Regions from separate parts of the Sus scrofa genome. Here all the other regions are linked to region 1. A link is a contact called in public Hi-C and HiChIP or PLAC-seq data. All regions are on one chromosome and are shown on one strand. Each heading gives the region's core, a stretch centred on a gene start, on an enhancer-like site or on the middle of the called end of the contact. The rest is flanking DNA. Distances are from core to core; before and after follow the strand shown.

Region 1 (3,011 bases), core at 361-2,860:
ATTCATAGTAAAAGTGTTATCATTTTGCTTAGCTTTTAGATCATTTGATAAATCTTTTAAACAATTACTCCTTAAAAAGAAATTTGGATTCATAAGGATTTAATATAATTAGTTTCCAGCTCACAGCAACGCTGGATCCTTAATCCACTTCGAGACCAGGGATCGAACCCGGAACTTCATGGTTACCAGTCGGGTTTGTTCCCACTGGGCCACAACGGGAACTCCCTATAACTGGTTTCTAAATGTAGCCAAGAAGACATTGCTATGCTAGAAACAGAATACACCATAACATCCATGTTACTGGCATTTTTACTCAGAGTTCGAGACTCATAAATAGGCCCCATGCCAGAGATGTGAATAAAACAACAGAAAAAAACAAAATCCCAACAGTCCTCTCCAAATTACGCCCTTTAAATTATGTTCAAATCATTATGAAAATAGAAGTTTCAGAGTAGGGTCAGAACCACAACCACAACTATATACACACATGCGCGCGCGCACACACACACACACACACACACACACACACACACACACACACACACAGAACATGAAGAGAAAATGTTCTTTTTCCACCACAACACATGGAAGGTTCTGGTTCTGATGGTCTCGGGCTGTGCGTGTGTGCCGGGAGGAGGCATGGATGGACCAATAAACAGCACTGTATGTACAGATTTCTGCACAGAAGGAGCAGGATGCAAATGTTCCACGATAAAAGTGGGTGCTGGGATTCACTGGTACGAAAAACTGTTCAGCTAGCGAATTTAAAAAAAAAAAAATCCCACCGACATTAAATAAATAAATGAAAAGGCCGATATGTCTAAGCAGAAGTGATGCTACCTATTTACTGCTTGAAGTCAGCACTCTGGCAAGTAGGAGACAAAATGATTATTTAAAAGCTCCTTTTTATCTCTGTGGCACCATGCAAGTCTCAAATGAACCTTTCGCCAGGACACCAGAGATGTTAACACTCATCCTCCAAGATCCAATTTCAACCAGCAGAGCTGTTACCTAATCCAGCAACCATCACATATGATCAGGTTCCTGCTCCCCTGATGGGCGCCCTGCGTCCTCCCCCGCCCTCTCCCCTCTGGGCTCCCCAGCCCAACCGCTTTTACTGAAACAGGTTTTAAAGGGAAAAAAAAATCCCCTGCTTATGCCAGTGCATATAGGGGTTTAACCGTCAGGTCTGAAAACATCCACTACCAAAAATGAAATCAACTGCAGTGGATTTGCTCTCCGAAAAAGGTCACCCAACGAGAGATTTAACCCTTTCGGTAATCATCCTTAAAGAGTTTCCTTTTCCTCATGTAAGAGACCAGTCAAGAAAGATAAGTGATTTATATAGAAATCTTCTCATGCCCTTTAAAAAGCCTCATGTCACGTCACTGGCCTGGGGTTAATTCTTTGGTGAAACTCCCAAGATAAGGGGGCTGTCACAGCACTGTCGAAGCTGCTCTCACAACTGGTCTCCCGCTGTTCTTTATTTATTTATTTCTCTTCACACCAGGAGAAAAACAAACTAAACCCAAAGGCATATTCAAGATCCTTGGCAGGAGGGCAGCGAGGGGGTTGTTTTGTCCTTGGCGGAGCTTCCACGGGAATCCGGAGCAGCTCCAGACAATGTCCACTAGAGGGCACTCTTTCTTCACCAAGGACTGGCTGGGCTGGGAGGGCCTGGTCTTTTCCAGTCCCCAGGTTCTTTTCGAGCTGGGGAAAATAACCCCACTTAGATTCCTGCTTCCACGGGTGGGGCAGACAGCAGAGAAGGAGAGCAGCTCTACAGAGACAGTGGTCTTCAGATTCAAACAGCAGTTCAGGGACCAAAGCTGGGCTGAGGGGTCAACAGAGATAAGAGATGGATAGACAAGAGACGTGTGGTTGGGAAAAGGGCACAAGGCGTTCCCCCCAGGATGAGACCTCATACTTTCCGACCAATCCCTTTGCTTGATCTGAAATCATAAGACTGAACCCCTGTGCAGGTGTTCCACTGTCCACAAGTTGGTCTTCAATACACCTGACCAGGAAGCTCGCCCAGGCTCATCGCCAAACCTGCTCTGCTATCTCCCAGGTGGTCAGAACTTTGGACAGAAGTGTGGGACAGAAATACATTGTCCCTGCATTTTGAGAAATAGAGCAAAGTGCCTGCCTCCTGGAAATATCACAGTTACACCTTTTATTTGTTCAGAAAGTACTTCGGCACCATGAATTGCATCACCTTATATAAAACATGAATATTAAAAAATTAGATAGTGGATAAACGAAGGCTGAGTAGTTTCCCCCCAATCAAAGCAAACGGGAAATGCCATGACTGGAATTTAGGTCTTTCACACTTAGCCACTTCATCTTCTACTACAACAGTAGGGTTCTGACTCACAGAACCCTACAGTAGCCAAGGGGATATGATTTCAGTTCTGCATAGGAGTGTACAGATGCACACAAGCACGCATGCACACAACGTCCTGATGCCCAGGGCATGACTGATATGCTTGTTTTGTTTGTTTCTTTATATATTTTTGGCTACACCCACAGCATGTAGAAGTTCCTGGGCTAGGCCTGAGCTGCTTCAGTGCCGATGCTGGATCCTTAACCCACTGTGCCACAAGTGAACTCCCATGTCTGACACTCTAAGGAAAGATAATCAGATATGAGGTAGGAAGGAAGGAAGTTCTTCCCATCGATTTCTTACTTTCTTTGAAATTTCCTCCAAATCCGATCCTCTTCAATGACTTTTTTTCTGCCATAGAACCATTATAGTTAGAGCCACTGGGCCATGTGGCTCTTCCCTTTCAGCCATAAAAAACCACTAACTACCGTGCCATCCCATTTCAAATCTCAGCTCAAAATCTTTCTCCTTGAAACCTACCCAGACAATAGCTAAAAATGAACTCCCTTGCCTCTAAGCCACCAGGGCAAGTACTATCTACATCACAGCCACAGCACATCTCAGAACAGCCAATGTCACAGCTGCTGCCTTGCCAGCAAGACTGTGAGCTTCTGAGAAGCAGTGA
Region 2 (3,011 bases), core at 217-2,716, 240 kb after region 1:
TTAGGTAAGGAGTCAACTAAATTTGCAAATAAAGTGTTCTTGGGACATTTTATTTTGTAATGTTACGGAGTCCCTCAACAAGAAGGCATGGAATGCTCTTCAAAACTTGACAATTCTGCTCTCTCTGGATACTTTTTTAAAGCAGTAAAAAGTGCCGAGGGCCGCTTTTGGATCAGTTGCCAGTATTTTTTGGCGTGCTTGAGTGTTTGTATGGCTATATAGGAATACCTCTATATTCACACACACACACACACATACATACATACACTATATATATAAATATATATATATATATATACACACATCACGGCATGGGAGATTACACTTTCGATAACAACGCTCCTCCAATTTTTACTCCTCCGCCATACAGTTGCTCGTCAAAATGGGCAAAGAAATAACATTTAAAAAGAAAGCGCTGTGGTGATTCGGTTCCCATTGTTTCCCCCAGCGAGAGGGAGAAAAACAAAAAACCCCAAGAAAGGAAAAGAAAAGCCTCCATCTCACCTGGCCTGCGCCTCATCCAAACTCTGGTCTGTGATGGTCATAATTTGCTGTAAAATGTCTCCAATGTCCTGCTTCCTCCCGCCCTCCCCCTCGGTCCCTCCGGCCCCATCCTGCAAGTGCTGGGACAGGCCGGGGTGTCCGGCCATCCCGACCCCAGCATGGGAATGCATCAGCCTGGGCTGCTCGTCCATCTCCAAAGGCAACGGCAGCCCCCGGCTCTTCCTCTTCTGCTCCTCGGCTCGGCTCCTGGGAAGCACCAAGGCTTTTTATCCTTCAAGCTGTCTTCAGATCCTTTTCAGGATAAACAGGGAACGGGAAAAAAGAAGACCAAAAGAAAAAAAAATCCCTTTGCCTCTTTAGAGGATGGTGGGAGGATGGGGAGTGGGGAGGGGGAGGGGGGCGTGAAGGGGTTGCGGGGTGAGGGTGGGGATAAGGGCTGGTGGGGAAGGGTGTTGACTCCAAAAAGCAAGAAAAATAAACCACCTTCCCACTTGACGAAAAGAAATCAGAGCTGGCTTTTGGTTTTTCAGTCCGGTCTCCTTTGCAAGGCAGAAATGGGCTCCAGGCGCTTAAATCTGTGGCTTAATCCTTTTGCAAATATGCATTGATCGGGAGAAAGGAGAGGAAGGCAGGGGGATTGCAATGCAAACTTTCCCCCCCACCCCCCGCTGCCCCCCACCCCCACTCCGGGCCAGAGTGATCTCAAAGGGGGTGGGCTGTTGCAAAAGCCAGATCTCCCCCAGCCGCGGCGGCAGGCAGAGCACAGGCTCTCTCCTCCTCCGTGTCTCTGCAAACTCCAGCAGCCCCGTCAGCCTCCTGCTTTTGTTTAGCTCAGGCTCAGGACTCCAGAAACATACACAGAAAAACCACAGCCTGAGAGGAGGAGGAGGAGGAGAAGGAGGAGGACGAGAAGGAGGAGAGGGGAGGGGGCAGAGGAAAGAGGGGAGGGGGCGGGGAAGCCGTGAGGCGGGGGAGGGAAGGAGGGAGGAGGGCACCATGAGCCCCGCCCCCTCTTTCTGATTGGTCATCAGAGAAAAGACGGTCCCCACCTCCCCCTACTTTCCTCCCTGCGCCTCCTCCTCGGCCTCCTTCGGCTCCTCCTCGCCCGGCGGCCTGTCAATCAGAGTTCAGAGGTGGGCCGGGAAGGAGGCCGAGCTAATACCAAGTCTCCAGTCCTTAAAGGTGCAATGATACCGTAGCACCAGCTCAATTAGTTGGTGCCCACTTTTCTTGCTTGTCTCACTTAGAGTCCGTCCTTGAGGAAAACGTGGCTCCACTTAAATGCAAACGTATAAAATTAATGGGAAAGAACGCTGACGGTGTGGATCTCCCCCTCCTACCCACGTTTTTCTTTTGCTGTAACCTTGCCGTTTAAAACTTGATCCTTTTAAGTCGTTAGACCTCAGGGAAACTTGAGAGCGAAAGTCTGTCAGCACGAAGTTCTTAGGAAACACAACTGAACTGTTAATATAATGTTCAATAACATATAATAAATAGCAAATATAAAAATAGATTTTAAAAAAACACAACAGAGTTCAAAGTAATGTTGAACTGTGACATTTTTGTTGCATGCAAGCTAAATTATGGATATGAAACAATAATACTGAGGGAGAAAAGATTAATAAATAAGTTCACCGAAACTAATTCAACATCTCTCTCTTTTCCCCCTGGGGGAAATTAGTTATTTGGCTTAAATACTTAATAAAGAAATGCATTATCATAGTCTGGTTCTAGTTTTTAATATAGTTTAATAAGCATTATTAACTGAGATAAGAAGTGAACTGACATTTATTGAATGCCTACTATGCACCAAGTAATTTACATAAGTTATTTTATTTAATCCCTAAGACATCTGTGAGAGTTATGGATTATTAGTTCCATTTAACAGAGAAGGAACTTGAAAAGGTTAAATAACTTCTTCAAGGTCCTACAGTTATTAAGTGTCAAGGAAGGGATGCCTCCATCTAATAGAAATGTATAAAAATTAGTTATGTGTGTACTGCCCATCTTGTTTGAAAAAGAGACTCACTATGCTTAAAATGATACATATTCAAACAAATTAACTCAACTTGATAATAAAGAATGAAAAAATAAAATAAATAAGGGGAATACCTAATAAGAGACTCGTAGCTAAAGTTCAATACTGAAGTGCCAAGTAGACCGTAAATTTGCTTCCAATCTTTCCATCAGGCAATGTGAGGGAGGAAATCTGACTGGGTACATAGTTACAATGGCTGCAAGATAAAAGAACAGATGAATTATTTTGGAAAAGCCAAGTATAGCGTTTTGGAATATGAAATATTCTACTGTGTAGATAGTTCTCTTCCTGGATGGCAGTATAGCCAAAGGAAATGCATGGAATGGTTGCAAACTTCAGTCTACCCAATCTGCAAAATGGAAGGTAGCCTCACCAGTTGCTTTGAGATCCTCAAATAAAATGCTATTCTTTTTATCAGACCAACCTCCTCCCCAGTCATTACCAGAAAAAAAGTTTGGTGAAATATGGG
Region 3 (3,011 bases), core at 237-2,736, 160 kb after region 1:
CAGTGGGTTAAGGATCCAGGGTTGCAGTGAGCTGTGGTGTAGGCAGCAGGCACAGCTCGGATCTGGCATTGCTCTGGCTGTGGCACAGGCCAGCAGCTGAAGCTCGAATGTGATCCACAGCATGGGAACTTCCATATGCTATGCGTGTGGCCCTAAAAAGACCAAAAAAGAAAAAAAGAGAGAGACAAGTAACCAATGCAAAAGAAGGACATGCTGTCCTTCATGGAGCAATCCACTGAGTAGAGCACTTTTAAAGTAGCCAAAGCTGGTAATTCCTAGCCCTAGGTTTCCCTGACTCTGAGGAAACTGAAGAACCAGGGCCTTTAGCAGGACTTCAATGAGAGCTGGAGCTTCTGCATTAGAATGCCTTTGCCCCTCTGCAGACTAGTGGACGTACAACAGAGCAGACTCAGGCCTGGCAGCTCAGCTGGGCTGCCAAAAGCCATGCTTCAATCTATCCAGAGGACACTCACTGACCTGGCAACTTGAAACCTAAAATCCAAGTCTCCTCAGTTCCTAGGATGTTCTGACTCCACAGAGATGTCCTACACTAACCTACTCCCTCTGGCTTTGCCAGAGGCTTCCTTTACCCCATCAGGCCCTAGGATTTTGATCCCAACTTGGAACCAATGGTCTCGAGAATCCCCAACAAATTAGCCCACTGTTCTACATTCCTGTCTCATCATCTGTGAAATGCAAACAACCCATCCTTACTGATTTTGTAAAAACTAGGAAACTACTGAAAATCAATTAGCCCCCTCCAGGCTCCCAAGGGACCAAGTCAAGCCTCCAAAAGGAGAGGGGTCTCTCGTCTTTTCTAACCTAAATGGATGGAAATACTGGCTCATCATCTGGAAGGCTAAGGCTGGGAACAGAAACCAAGATGGCGAAATCTGTGCTGTGCAGAGCTTGCCTTCCCTTCTCTCTTCCTGCTCTTAAACTGCTAGGAGGAGGTTGGCAGCAAGAATCCCTACACACTGGCTCTAGGCCAGATGTGCCAACAAACCAGGGCCTTTCTGAACCTTCAAGCCCTCCCTGTGAGGCTGAGTTTGCTATTATCTTCCTAGACAGGAATGCAAAGGTTCAGGTGGGACAAAGGGCCTCAAAGAGCCACACCGCAGGTAGGCAGTGACATTAAAGACAGAACCAGGGCCTGCTGACACCAAGCCGGTACTTGGCTACAATTCAACTCCATAGACAGGAACGGGAGTGGGTAGGGAGGTACCTCCTCACCCTAGGAGGGCTAAGGGTCAGATGCTCACTCTCTTTCTCTCACTGCCAGAAAATCCATTCCTTAAGCATTCAGCTCCAAACACTCCTGGTGCTCCAAACATACAACCACCGCCAAGAGGCCTCTGACCTAGGAGGCCTCTGCCAAGGAAGCATCTTTAGAATCTGGAATGAGCAAGTGACCTCACTGAGCTGTGTCACATGCGAGGTGCTGGTCAGAGCAGGGAGAAAGGGCAGACCCGCAGGGCTCGCCTGCCTTTATCTCTCCCGACTGCTTTGTTCCTCAGACCCCAACAAACAATAGGTGGTCACGCTCTGCTCCTCCTGTATCTTTTTCACACAGGCCTGTGTGTGTGTGTGTGTGTGTGTGTATTTATCAGAAAATTGACTGTTTTATATTATATTCACACATGCTCCCCAGTGCGAAGGCTCCACCAGGCTCAGAAGAGGCAGCACGCAAAGAAGTGGGGTACTTTTTCCTAAGACTCCTCTCCTGGCTCTGCAATCAATCTACAGGTCACGCTGGGTACGTACAATATCTTCAAAGGGGAAATGGAGGAACACCGTACAAAAAGCTCGGCCCTAGACAGTTTAGAAAGTAATCATTTTAAACCACCTGCTTGTGCATTTATCCACCCCGGTTCACTGTTTTTCCAACATCTCACTGTGGCCAGGGTAGAGAGCGACCCACGGAAGCCATCTGTATTTTCCAGCAGACCAAACAGGAAGAGGCGCAGAAATCTGCGCAAGTGACCACGCTGCCGCTGTTGCTAGGCAACACGATCATGTCCATTCCCTGCTGCTTGGCAACCAGCCTTCCCCATCAAATATAGGCACAGCCATAGCAGCAGCACAAGTGCCCTGAACTGTTGCCTTACAGCTTTCAAAGAAAAGGGCTGAAATTCAAGGGACCTTAGAAGTAGGAATGGGTCCCCCCCACATGCCCGGTGACCCCTAGAGCAAGATGGCCCCATTTAATCAAAAAGTGACACATGAATTTGTACCTGATGGTCACACAAATCTTATCCTGAGTGCAGCGACATGCCAGAGAGATGAGAAAAGAGCTTGAGTCAGCAGGCTGGAGCTTTTGGAGAAAAAAGCCTGGGCTGTCTGCTCCAGACCTCTGAAGAATTCATTGGTGGAAGAGTGCTCTTTTTCCTAGGATCAGCCGTGTAGTGGACGAGGATAAAGTAAAAGGGCCAAATACCTTAAACGGTGATGTTTCTGTCTGTGGTTCCGGACCAATGCCAGGGGAATTTGGCAAGCCTCTCCCAACTGAGGGCAAAATTGTCCTCCAGTCACCCCAACCTCATTGGTCACAATCTGTCAGCTCCTCAACAACAGGGCCAAAGTCATCGACTTATTGTTCACGTTGAATGGCTGCCTACTATATAACAGGATGCCCTCAGCCCACCTCCTGCCTTTGGGTGATAAAGAAACAGATGCCCCAAATCCCAGTGGAAGTTAGTGTCCCAGTGTGCACTTGAACTCAGAAGCCCTTGGCTTCCAGTCAACTGTCTCGGCCACTATATTACCAGCTCCATTGTTCCCAAGCTAGACTCACATAAGACTCACATTCATTTATTTTCTCTCTGAGTTTTATTTTAGCCCAACTTCTTAATGTGCTAAGCTTTCTAAGAGCCCCTCTAAGAGGAACCATATAAAGTTCTGCTCTGCCCTCCAGGGAAGCGGTCTTTATATACCATCGAAGGCAAATGCATTCTCTGCTAAATCTCTCCAAAGAACTTCAGAAAATTCTCCAAGCATCATTCTGATGCTAC
Region 4 (3,011 bases), core at 161-2,660, 130 kb before region 1:
GGGGTCAAATCGGAGCGGCAGCTGCTGGACCGCTCCACAGTACAGCCAAGCCAGTTCTGAGCTACTCCTGCAACCCACATCACAGCTCATGGCATCTCCAGATCTTTAACCCACTGAGCAAGGCCAGGGACTGGACCCACATCCTCATGAAAACTAGTTGGATTCATAACCCACTGAGCCACTAGGAACTCCCCACTTTGGAAAATGTCAGTGCCTATTAGCCTATTAAGAGTTTGAGAAATCCTGTGCAAAGAAATCTATTTCATTTTCCAGAATTGCATAGAAATCTTGTTATAGAACATTTAATTTTGGAGGGGAAGGGGGAAACTAGCCTGTGATGAACTGGTATCTGAAATATCTGCCGAGAGTGGCCTGAGTACGTCTCAATATCATTCACTGTCAGGGAGAAAATGGTTTCAGTTTCTGGGTTATTTACTGTTTATATCAACTTGTGCCTCCATGCCCACCTCCACCTCCATGTGTATTGTCCCAGGTAATGGAGAGTTGGCACTATGATCAGGATCCTCCAGTAACAGCAATCCCAGGCACCTCCCTTGGGAATCAGTCTTTGTTGAGTGCTATTGACTTGACTCCAAATCAGTCTCCAGAGCAAGATGACCTTGACCTTCAGAGCTGTGCCCAGGTGTGTCTGCAGGTTCCTCTGGGAGCAAGCGGATTTCATCTTCCAGCTCCAGGGCACTTGTCCTGTAGCACCTGGAATAGAATGATAACCCTTGCCATGGGATGCACCTGCTAATTCACTTGGCAGGAGCCAGGGGCTCAGAGGCTCTCTTCACATATCTCTAAATCAACCGGCCTTGCAGATGCAGGAGCAGCGGCAGCTGTTTCAGAAGCAAAGGCCATTCATCTTCTGCCTTTTATTCTCTTGTTTCTGGGGAACCTGGAAGCATGAATGTCTTTGCCACACAGCATTGGCTGCCTGGACACTCACTAAGGTTTCACATGGGACTGCGGAATGTGTTAGTGCTTTCAAAGGTTTCCACATGGAGGACCAAGTTCTTTTACCAAAAGGTCTTAGAATCATGAGGGTTCTGTTTTAAAAGCATTCATGGGATCCAAAGTTCTTGCCCTGCAGTTTCTGTCTTCTCTACCTGATACAAATCAGATATCTATTGTACCTAGAATTACTCTAAGAACTGAAGGAGGTTCCGAAGAATGTACAAGATGATGGAACTGACCTCTTGGCTAAATGGTACTATTAGGGAGGCTAGAGGAAGGGGCACTACCGACCCTCTAAAAATTTAAATTCTCCCCTGAGAATAACCATGAAATATTTAAAAGGAAGACTAGCCTAGGTAACATGGCTCAGCGTCCCCACATGGATATTTAATAGGTACTACATGCTTACCATGTCCAAAGCTCGACTCCTGGACTTCACTCCCAGCCTGGTGTCCCTGGTCTTCCTCACTCCAGCTGACAACAACTCTGCGCTCAGAAATCTTGGAGCTATTTCTGAATGGAGGCCAACTGGTCTCTATTACAAGTGCATTGGCTCTTCTTCCAAAACTAGCCAGACTCTAACCACACTCATCCCCTTCACCTGCACTCTTACCTAGGTCACGTTCCTCTCCCACTCAGTTTATGGCCACAACAGTCTCCTGAGAGCTTTCCCAGGTTCTGTCTTTACCCACCTACAGTCTATCCTGAAGCTAGCAGCAAGAGTGATTCTTAAAATGTGAAGTCAGAAAGTTGTCCCTCCCCTGATGAAAACAATCCAATGTCATCCCTTCATGTTCAGGGTATAAGCCAGAGCCCTAAGTCATCGACATGGTTCTTCCTGGTTTGTGCCTCCTCATTTACCTCCCTGATCTCATTTCCTACTTTTCCTTCTTCTCAGCCACATTTTCCCCCAAACACTGGGATGGACCTTCTGAGCACTTTGAACCTGCTTGCTGTCACCTTCACCTGGAGACCTCTTTTCTCAAAATACCTTCATAGGTCAACCCCTCACCTTCATTAGGTCTTTGTTTTAGGCTCTCTTATCACTCTGATATAAAGCACTCACTATCTCCCGCCACTACCTTATGTTTCTAACACTTGTCACTTTGGCCACAGTTTGTAGTTTATTTTATGTTTTCCCCTCCTTCCCCACTAGCATCTAAGCTCCTTAGGGCAGAGATATTGTCTGTTTCATGGAATAGGACCAGGTACATAGAAGGCACTCATCAAATACTCATTGAATGAAGGAACCAAAGAGAATTATTAAATATTTATTTAAAGTATATTAAAATATATTAAAAATATATTAATAGACTACCTATGACACAGGTGCAACATATATTATTTCACTCAACCTTCACAACCTCCCAAAGAGCTAAGTATTATAATTGGGTATTTGTGCAAACACACCCAAAACCCGAGAAACTGAGACAGGAAGAGGAGAAATAACTCCATTCAGTTAGCAACTGTTCACATGAGATGTGGGACGTATACTTCCCTCCCTCCTAAATCCATGTTCCCAACCACTCTACCGCTTTCCTACAGATCACCCAGGAAACCAGAGCTACTGGGATTCAAAGGAAAGAGAAATGGTTTGTCATGGAGGTGATCTGGGAAAGATTCATCTGGGAGCTAGAATTCAAGATGGATCTATGCAGATGAATAAATTTTGAATAGCAGATGGAAAGAGGTAGCATTCCCAAGCAGGTGGAGAAGTGTGAGAGGTTCAGAGCCAAACAACTCAAAATTTACTTATCCAAGAGTGACTTAGATAGAGTGACTTACTCATCCAGTGAGCCCAGGACTTTCCTGGTTCTAGCACTGATAATCCCATGTCCTTGGAACACCCTATACCCTGGGAAAACCAGGACAATGGATCTCCCTACTGACAAATGCATCAGCTTTAATAGAATGCAGTGCTTGTGTCCCTGTTTGAGGAACTGTTGAGAGTTAAAAAGTGAAAAAGAACTTTGAGGCTGAGGGAGCAAGTTTGGAGCTCAGGCTGTAGGTAAAGGGAAGCTTTCAGAGGTTTTGGAGTGGCAGTTGTGGCA

Evidence for each region. Hi-C and Micro-C count contacts between places; a contact is called where the count stands out from the background. HiChIP or PLAC-seq counts read pairs in DNA pulled down with a chosen protein or histone mark.
Region 2: an H3K27ac HiChIP or PLAC-seq map of skeletal muscle shows a contact between it and region 1, with 3 times the contacts expected there. The contact joins the promoter of PBX1 here to the enhancer-like site in region 1. A contact is called at or near these places in 1 of 5 promoter capture datasets (fetal liver), 14 of 47 Hi-C or Micro-C datasets (alveolar macrophages, embryonic fibroblasts, epiblast stem cells and 9 more) and 1 of 2 datasets of contacts at active chromatin or transcription factors (skeletal muscle).
Region 3: an H3K27ac HiChIP or PLAC-seq map of skeletal muscle shows a contact between it and region 1. The contact joins two enhancer-like sites. A contact is called at or near these places in 3 of 47 Hi-C or Micro-C datasets (epiblast stem cells and skeletal muscle) and 1 of 2 datasets of contacts at active chromatin or transcription factors (skeletal muscle).
Region 4: a Hi-C map of fetal heart ventricle shows a contact between it and region 1, with 2.7 times the contacts expected there. The contact joins two enhancer-like sites. A contact is called at or near these places in 3 of 47 Hi-C or Micro-C datasets (fetal heart ventricle, heart right ventricle and skeletal muscle) and 1 of 2 datasets of contacts at active chromatin or transcription factors (skeletal muscle).

What each region holds. Positions count from the first base shown.
Region 1 is chr4:85,926,216-85,929,226 of Sscrofa11.1, forward strand. The region is part of intron 2 of PBX1 (pre-B-cell leukemia transcription factor 1); the gene reads right to left. Among named protein-coding and RNA genes, the nearest start is that of PBX1, 240 kb to the right of the region's middle. Within about 2 kb of position 1,611, at least 22 of the 83 cell types and tissues checked have an H3K27ac peak or open chromatin away from gene starts, as enhancers often do. A contact at or near this core is called in fetal liver, fetal skeletal muscle, omental adipose tissue and 1 more, where this site is marked.
Region 2 is chr4:86,168,808-86,171,818 of Sscrofa11.1, forward strand. It overlaps PBX1 (pre-B-cell leukemia transcription factor 1), which reads right to left and starts at 1,467. Exons shown (of 9, transcript XM_005655372.3): 1 at 505-1,467. The coding sequence starts at 695.
Region 3 is chr4:86,088,500-86,091,510 of Sscrofa11.1, forward strand. The region is part of intron 2 of PBX1 (pre-B-cell leukemia transcription factor 1); the gene reads right to left. Among named protein-coding and RNA genes, the nearest start is that of PBX1, 80 kb to the right of the region's middle. Within about 2 kb of position 1,487, at least 15 of the 83 cell types and tissues checked have an H3K27ac peak or open chromatin away from gene starts, as enhancers often do. A contact at or near this core is called in skeletal muscle, where this site is marked.
Region 4 is chr4:85,797,496-85,800,506 of Sscrofa11.1, forward strand. No RefSeq gene overlaps it. Among named protein-coding and RNA genes, the nearest start is that of PBX1, 370 kb to the right of the region's middle. Within about 2 kb of position 1,411, at least 1 of the 83 cell types and tissues checked has an H3K27ac peak or open chromatin away from gene starts, as enhancers often do.